2 separate regions of the Sus scrofa genome follow, and region 2 is linked to region 1. The links are chromatin contacts, called in public HiChIP or PLAC-seq maps. All regions are on one chromosome and are shown on one strand. The core of a region is the stretch at or near the end of the contact, and the rest is flanking DNA. Distances in the headings are between cores, read along the strand shown. Region 1 overlaps HEATR5A (HEAT repeat-containing protein 5A). Region 2 overlaps HECTD1 (E3 ubiquitin-protein ligase HECTD1).

Region 1 (3,865 bases), core at 487-2,986:
GTTTGGGGATCCTGTATTGCTTCAGTTTTGGTGTAGGATACAGCTATGGCTTAGATTGGATCCCCAGCCTGGGAGCTCCCATATACTGTGGATGGGGCCAAAAACAAAAATAAACACATAATTTATGGGATTCCCTTATGGAGCAGTGGGTTAAGAAAGCAGTGGTCACTGCAACAGCTTAGGTCACTGTTATGGTGCTGGTTTGACTCCTGGCCCAGGAACTTCCACATGCCACGAGGCAAAAAAACAAAAACAAAAACAAAAACAAAAAACACAACCCCCCCCAAACCCCACATAGTTTATAACTATGCTAAGACACTTTACATTCGTATTAAGTCTAATATCATACAGTATAAAACAATGAGTATATATGAGAATTTAAAAATACATGTTTGGGGAGTTCCCATTGCGGCTCAGTGGTTAACGAATCCGACTAGGAACCATGAGGTTGCAGGTTCAATCCCTGGCCTTGCTCAGTGGGTTAAGGATCCGGTGTTGCCGAGAGCTGTGGTGTAGGTTGCAGACTCGGCTCAGATCCCTTGTTCTGTGGCTCTAGCATAGGCCAGTGGCTACAGCTCCGATTTGACCCCTAGCCTGGGGACCTCCATATGCCACGGGAACGGCCCTAGAAATGGCAAAAAGACAATAAATAAATAAATAAATAAAAATACATGTTTGGGTGTTCTCTTGTGGTACAGCAGGTTAAGGCATTGTGGGGAGCCAGATGGTCTGCTTTGAGGGCAGTAAGAGAAGGTAGGATAAAATCTTTGGAAAAAAAAATAGGTTTGCTTTGATCTATGATGGAGTTTAGAAAACAAGATAAATCAAGGAAAGAATACAAAGATCGCTATCAAAGACCCTTTTCCCAGGGTTTACCTTTTTTTTTTTTTTTTGCTGCACCAGTGGCATGCTGAAGTTCCCAGGCCAGGGATCAAACCTTAACCACAGCAGTGACAACATCAGATTCTTAACCTGCTGAGTCACCAGGGAACTCCTAGGATTTAACTTTTTAAATTTGTTGAGAATCAAGAATTTGAGCATTTAAATAAATTACATGCTATAATCTTTATTTAGGAGTAGAAACCATATAAAATGGACATATAATATTGCCTGTGCAAATAACATGTACCCAATAGCTTAAATCTCAACTGTATAAGCACACATAAACACAATGGAAAACATGTTAAACCACAAGACACATGGAAGCCCAAGGTTTAGAAACAAGCAACAAAAATGTTTGCATTTCAAAAGAAATAAATGAAAATCTCCATGTTCCCGTCATGGCTGAGCGCAAACGAATGTGACTAATATCCATGAGGATGCAGGTTTGATCCCTGGCCTCTCTCAGTGGGTTAAGGATCCAGCATTGCCAGGAGCTGTGGTATAGGCCTCAGACTCGCCTCGGATCCCATGTTGCTGTGGTTGTGGTGTAGGCTACAGCTCTGATTTGACCCCTAGCCTGGGAACCTCCATATGCCTTGGGTGTGGCCCTAAAAAAATAAAGTCTCCCATTTTTATGAGCTGAAAACACACTGTGGGTAACAGACAATATAACTGACTTTGTTTAAACAAATTTTTCTTCCTTGTAATCTAGTTTAACAGTGTTTTGGCCTCACCAGTTCTATTTATAAATATGAAAGCACAAGTGATGACCTTGCACAGTATCACTTCTGCCTGGAGTTAGATACTAACACGTTCATTATAGGCCAGTGAGAATTACATTTAGATACTGATTTGTGATTCTAACCTGAGTAACTCCAACTCGAACATCCCTACTGACTGAACTGGTTCCTTTCAGCATATCTCCACTGGCTCGAAGAAATCCTGAACTCCCACGGAGAAACCCTGTTCCTAGTAAATCCAGAACTTCCTCCAGAGATACTCTGCGAATGCTCTGACGTGAGGCTGCTATAACAAAGAACAAAACAACACATGATTCGTATTTTACACACTGAATGGTAATGCATGATCTTGATTTGCATGGTCTTGACCAGCACGTTAAAAGAAACGGAAATAAACCAAAAATTTAAACAAGGCAAAATTTACAGGACATTGCACACATTTACACACACAGTCACACAAGGGTTCAGAGGACTTCTTAAAGTCTATGCCACTTTGAGATTATGCCCTACTGCTCTTCTGCCCACCAAGAAGTTAAAAGGCTAACAGTCTTCCGAAAAAGGGAAAACACAAACTGCCCTAGTTCTGCAAATTTTCTTGTGATACTAAAAAGACAAAATCATGATTTTCTTCCTTTTTTTTTTTGTCTTTTTAGGGACAAACTCGAGGGACATGGAGGTTCCCAGGCTAGGGGTCAAATTGGAGCTGCAGGTGCTGGCCTACGTCACAGACACAGCCACGCAGGATCTGAGCCACGTCTGTGACCTACACCACAGCTCACGGCAACACCAGATCCTTAACCCACTGAGAAAGGCCAGGGATCGAACCTGCTTCCTCACAGATACCAGTCAGATTCATCCTCTGAGTCAGGATGGGAACTCCCAATTTTATTTTTCTAAATGGTCTGTAACTTTTAATGAGACTTATATAAAGAAACCACCATGTCCTGTCTTTTAATAACTCTCAACAACAACTTTTGCTTATATCCTCAGTCCCTGAAGAAATCAAGTCTAAATATTACTAAAACTGCTCAGTCGGCCCATAGGCTGCAAAAATTAAGAGTCTAGTTAGAATGTTTTAAATCTGTCTTCAGTTTGACACAGCTTAGTTTCTTCCTGTCACTAGGGAATAAAGTCTCCTTTTTTTAAAAAAAGAGTCCATTTTCTTCCTTTCATTCTTCTCAAAAAGTGATGGTTATAACCTCTCACCCCTATTACAGACCTGAATCTTACATAGCAGAGAAATAAAATTCTGTTAAGTTATGAACAAAAAATCTACTCCTCAGTGTAAAGAGGAGATAACCTCCTGAAACAGATAAAAATCTATATTGGCACTTGGGAGAGAAACATTAGTGGATAATACAAAGTCCATGTCCTTGCGGATCATAAATTCTAGGAAGAAAAGACAATTACAAACCTAACAAATGACTAAGTATACAGTAAGCTAGACAGTGATAAAAGTCACGAAAAAATACAGCAGGTACCTTCTTTATGCCTAGTGAGTTCAACCAGAGCAATATGGACAGAACTGTGGAACACTCTAGTGGGAGACAGGCCATGCATGTGTGGGGAGAGAGCAGAGGACACAGGATTTTGTAGATCATTATAACAAAGGGATGAGTAAAGTAAGGTGCCAGCGGAGAATCTCGAGGAGAGAAGTGATATAGCTGTCACTATGCTTCTGTGCAAAGAGAAGACTACAGAGGAGGCAAACGTGGAAGGAAGGAAAACCATTAGGAGCAATTTAGTAATTCAAGCAAGAGATGATGGTGGCTCAGATCAAGGGAGTTACAATAAAGTCGAGTCTGGATACACATACACACACACACACACTTTAAGTTTTTTTTTTTTTCATTTTGTTTTGCGGGCTTTTTTTTTTTTTTGCTTTTCAGGGCCGTACCCATGGCACATGTAAGTTCTCAGGCTAGGGTTTGAATCAGAGCTATAGCTGCCAGCCTACACCACAGCCTACGCCAGAGCAATGCGGGATCTGAACCTATACCACAGTTCATGGCCATGCCATATCCTTAACCCACTGAGCAAGGCCAGGGATCAAACCTGAATCCTCACGGATCCTACAGGAGTTCCCATCGTGGCTCAGTGGTTAACGAATCCAATTAGGAACCATGAGGTTGCGGGTTCGATCACTGTCCTTGCTCAGTGGGTTAATGATCCAGCATTGCTGTGAGCTGTGGTGTAGGTTGCAGATGCAGCTCAGATCCCGAGTTGCTATGACTCTGGCATAA
Region 2 (3,865 bases), core at 588-3,087, 150 kb before region 1:
ATAAAACAATGTTAAACAGATACACCAAACAAACACTATCAAAAGAAAAGCTTGGTTGGCTACATTTATGACAAAGTAAGTATATTTTAACAGGAAAAACTACCAGAGATAAAGAGGAACATTACATAATGACTGAAGGGTCGATTCATCAAGAAAACTTAATCTTGGAGTTCCCTGGTGGCCTAATGGTTAAGGATCTGATGCTGTCACTGTTGTGGCTTTGGGTCACTGCTATGGCACAGGTTCAATCCCTGGCCCAGGACTTCTGCAGGCCGCAAGTGTGGCCCAAAAAAAAAAAAAAAAAAAAAGAAAGAAATACTAAAACAACACAATGTCCATGAATTTTAATATATATTAAATAGACCAACTCCTTGAAAGATATACTACTACAATTCACTTAAGAGTAACCTGAGCAGTTCTCTATTGCAGAAACTGAATTAGTAGTAAAAATTGTCAAATATATCGATTTATCATTTCACAGATTGTGCTTTCGATGTTTATTTACAAATATATGCTTAACCTAGAGTCACAAAGAATTTCTCCTATGTTTTCTTCTATAGGTTTAATAGCTTTTGGTTTTATGTTTAGGTCTATGACTCCTTTTGAATATGTTTTTGTATATGGTGTGGGGAATGGATAAAGGTATTTTTATTTTTTGCATATGGACAGCCAATTGTTCCAGGAGCATGAAAAAAAATCCTTTTCCCACTGACTGTCGTTGAATCTTTGCTGAAATAAATTGTCCAGGTATGTGTGAATCAGTCTCTGTTCCATTTCATTGACTCATTTACCTTTATACTAATACTATACTGTTTGACTACCATAGCTGTATAAGAACTGAAATACATTATTATTAGTCCTCCAACCTTATACTTTATGTTTTGGCTAACCTAGATACTTTACACTTCCATATAAATTTTAAAATCAGTTTGTCAATTTCTCTATCTTGTCAGATTTAAAGAATTTCTGAAGAAATAAAAACTCAAACTTACACAGAAATCTGCATGCTAATGATTATAGCAATTTTGGTCATAATTATCAAAATTAGAAAAACCCAAATGTCTTTCAAGAGGTGAATCAATAAATCATCTATAGTATATCCATAAAATGAAATACTACTTAGCAATTAAAAGGACAATACCATTATACACATATTAACCTAGATGACTCTCAAAGGTAATATGCTCCAAGAAGCTAGACTCAAAAGCTTACCCATTATTTGAAATCAACCATACGTCAATAAAACTTTAAAAAAATGGGGGAAAAAATAAAGTATAATGATTCTATTTACATAACATTCTAGAAAAGGCAAGACTATAGCAACAGATAAAAGACCACTGGCTGCCAGGCACTGGGGTTGGGAGAGGGTTTAACTTCAAAGAAAAAACTTATAAGTAATTTTGGGGGATGAGGGAACTATTCTGAATTTCAAGTATGGTGGTGGTTACACAACTCCATGCATTTACCAAAATCCATATGTAATTTAAATAAATTTAAGAGAAAATAAATAGCATACATTTAACAAACACAGTCGTCCCTGAATAGTGCTAAAAGAATACATCTACAAAAGTTTAGATGCATTGCAATTAAAGAGCTATTAAAAATTTTAAACTTGCAAAATATTTACCTCTTACTTTACAGTTAGAAATTATTTTTATATATTAAACCCAGTACTCTACTATAATACCAATTTACAGAGTCAGTCTATACAGAACTACTGTGAGACCAGTCAACCACACAAATGATATTAAGAAGAATCTTCAAGAGTTCCCTGATGGCCTAGGGGTTAGGAACTAGGCATGGTCACTGCTATGACTCAGGTTACTGTGATGGCTTGGGTCAGACAGCTGGCCCAGGAACTTCCACATGCCCCAGTCAAAAAAAAAAAGGATCTTCGGATGAATCCAATTTAAGCAACAGTTTCCAAAACGCTACCTGCAATGACAAAAGAATCCTTCCCTAATGGAAGTAGAGATTAAGTAACTTAAAACAAGAACAAGTTTCATAAGTTTACAAGAATTTCCCTTGGGAACTGGAATAGTCTCTATACTATTACTACCATATGCTTTTTTCAGATTATATCATTTGGACTTGGTCCAAGATTTCAGAGGGTTTACAATATAAAGAAGTTTAATTTTTTAACTAAAGCAAGTTATCAGTAGTGGTGGTATTACTGAGTATAGATCTAAATTGAGCACATTTTATTAAAAAAAACTAAAAAATTTAAATGTAAAAGATTAATTTGAAATTCTGAAGATAAATAAAATTCTTTGATCCATTTTATCTTTTATTCCATTTGTGCCTGCTTCCAGACTTAGCAGTTTATATTGCTTAACTAAAAATAACTTCTAGAAAAATAAAAATAACTCCTGGCATAACAGCTTTTTAAAAAACTACAGTCTTCATCCTCAAAAAAAAAGGAGTAAGTCAAATTCTAATATGTAGACTTGCTTTCCTCCCATTTGAAATACACAAACTTGGGAGTTCTCTTGTGGCTCAGAGGGTTAAGGATCTGGTATTGTCACTGCAGCAGGTGGAGTTGCTGCTGTGGTACAGGTTTGATCCCTGGCCAGGAACTTTCACATGCTAGGGGCTTGGCTTAAATAAATAAATAAATAAATAAAATACACACACAAACTTGACTGTAATTCATTCAACAAATAGCTACTGAATACCTTCATGCTAGGTGTTGAAGGCAGGAGAGAAAGATGAGCAAAACAGTACTAGGCTCTGAGGAATTCAAAGATTTAATGACATGGTCAGCAAGCACACAAAGCATAAACTAAAAGATGATTCACATCAAGCACATTAAAGTCTAAAAAGCACTGCTCTCTTGGAGTTCCCTTGGGGCACAGCTGGTTAAGGATATAGCATTGTCACTGCAGCAGCTCGCATGGGTTTGATCCCTGGCCCAGGAACTTCAACATGCCACAGGCACAGCCAAAATAAAAAATAAAAAGCACTGCTCTTGACAATAGCCAATTCTCTTTCAATTTCTCAGAATCCTTACACTAAGGATTATCCATTATCTCTCCTAAATCTTTGACCTTTAAAATAAAAAGCCCCACACTCTCATTCCAATCTAACTTCTCAAAAAAGCTTTCCACACTCCATCTCCAATTCTTCATGTTACTCTTCAACCCATTCAAATCTGCCCATCAAACAACTCTACCCAGCTCTCACTATGATCAATGTCCTTGAGAACACTGCTAAATCTGAAGGACACATTTTAGTCTTCACCCTTCTTGACCTCTCACCAGTATTCAACACAAATGTCCTTTCTCTTCTTGAATCTTTCTTCCCTGTATTGACATGTGCACTGTGATGCAAAAGCATTGATGGATAAAACTGCTGGTGCTTTAGCATGAATCAAGGAATCACCAGTAATCATATTCTTCCCTGCCAAGCTCTAGCATGGGGGTGGGGGGAACCAGTTTCACTACAAAATAACCTTGATGAGGCAAAAAAAAAATTTATTTTACAAAATCTCAACTTTTGAATACATATCTTTCTAATGCTCTACTTAAGGAAATGGGAAGTAAGCGTAAAGCACTTCTGCATACTTAAGAATGATAGTTGTATCAAGGAAAAGTACTTGTATAACTGCTGAAGAGCTGAACTAGCTACTTTTTTCATGCAACATCATTTTTACTTGAAAGAACTTCAGACAAATTGTGGCTACTCACACTTGGATATCTAGCAAACATTTTCTCAAAAATTAACCAAGTTAAGCCTTCTACTTCAAGGAAAACAACTTGCAGTATTTGTTGCCAATGATAACATTCAAGCTTTTAAGCAAAAATTTCTTTTTTTTTCTTCTCATTCTTTTTAGGACCACACCTGCAGCATATGGAGGTTCCCAGGC

What was found. HiChIP or PLAC-seq counts read pairs in DNA pulled down with a chosen protein or histone mark.
Region 2: a contact with region 1 is called in an H3K27ac HiChIP or PLAC-seq map of alveolar macrophages. The contact joins two enhancer-like sites. A contact is called at or near these places in 2 of 2 datasets of contacts at active chromatin or transcription factors (alveolar macrophages and skeletal muscle).

Annotation. Positions count from the first base shown.
Region 1 is chr7:68,174,087-68,177,951 of Sscrofa11.1, reverse strand. It overlaps HEATR5A (HEAT repeat-containing protein 5A), which reads right to left. Exons shown (of 38, transcript XM_021099894.1): 7 at 1,748-1,908. Among named protein-coding and RNA genes, the nearest start is that of HEATR5A, 32 kb to the right of the region's middle. Within about 2 kb of position 1,736, at least 14 of the 83 cell types and tissues checked have an H3K27ac peak or open chromatin away from gene starts, as enhancers often do. A contact at or near this core is called in alveolar macrophages, where this site is marked.
Region 2 is chr7:68,326,958-68,330,822 of Sscrofa11.1, reverse strand. The region is part of intron 2 of HECTD1 (E3 ubiquitin-protein ligase HECTD1); the gene reads right to left. Among named protein-coding and RNA genes, the nearest start is that of HECTD1, 11 kb to the right of the region's middle. Within about 2 kb of position 1,837, at least 2 of the 83 cell types and tissues checked have an H3K27ac peak or open chromatin away from gene starts, as enhancers often do. A contact at or near this core is called in alveolar macrophages, where this site is marked.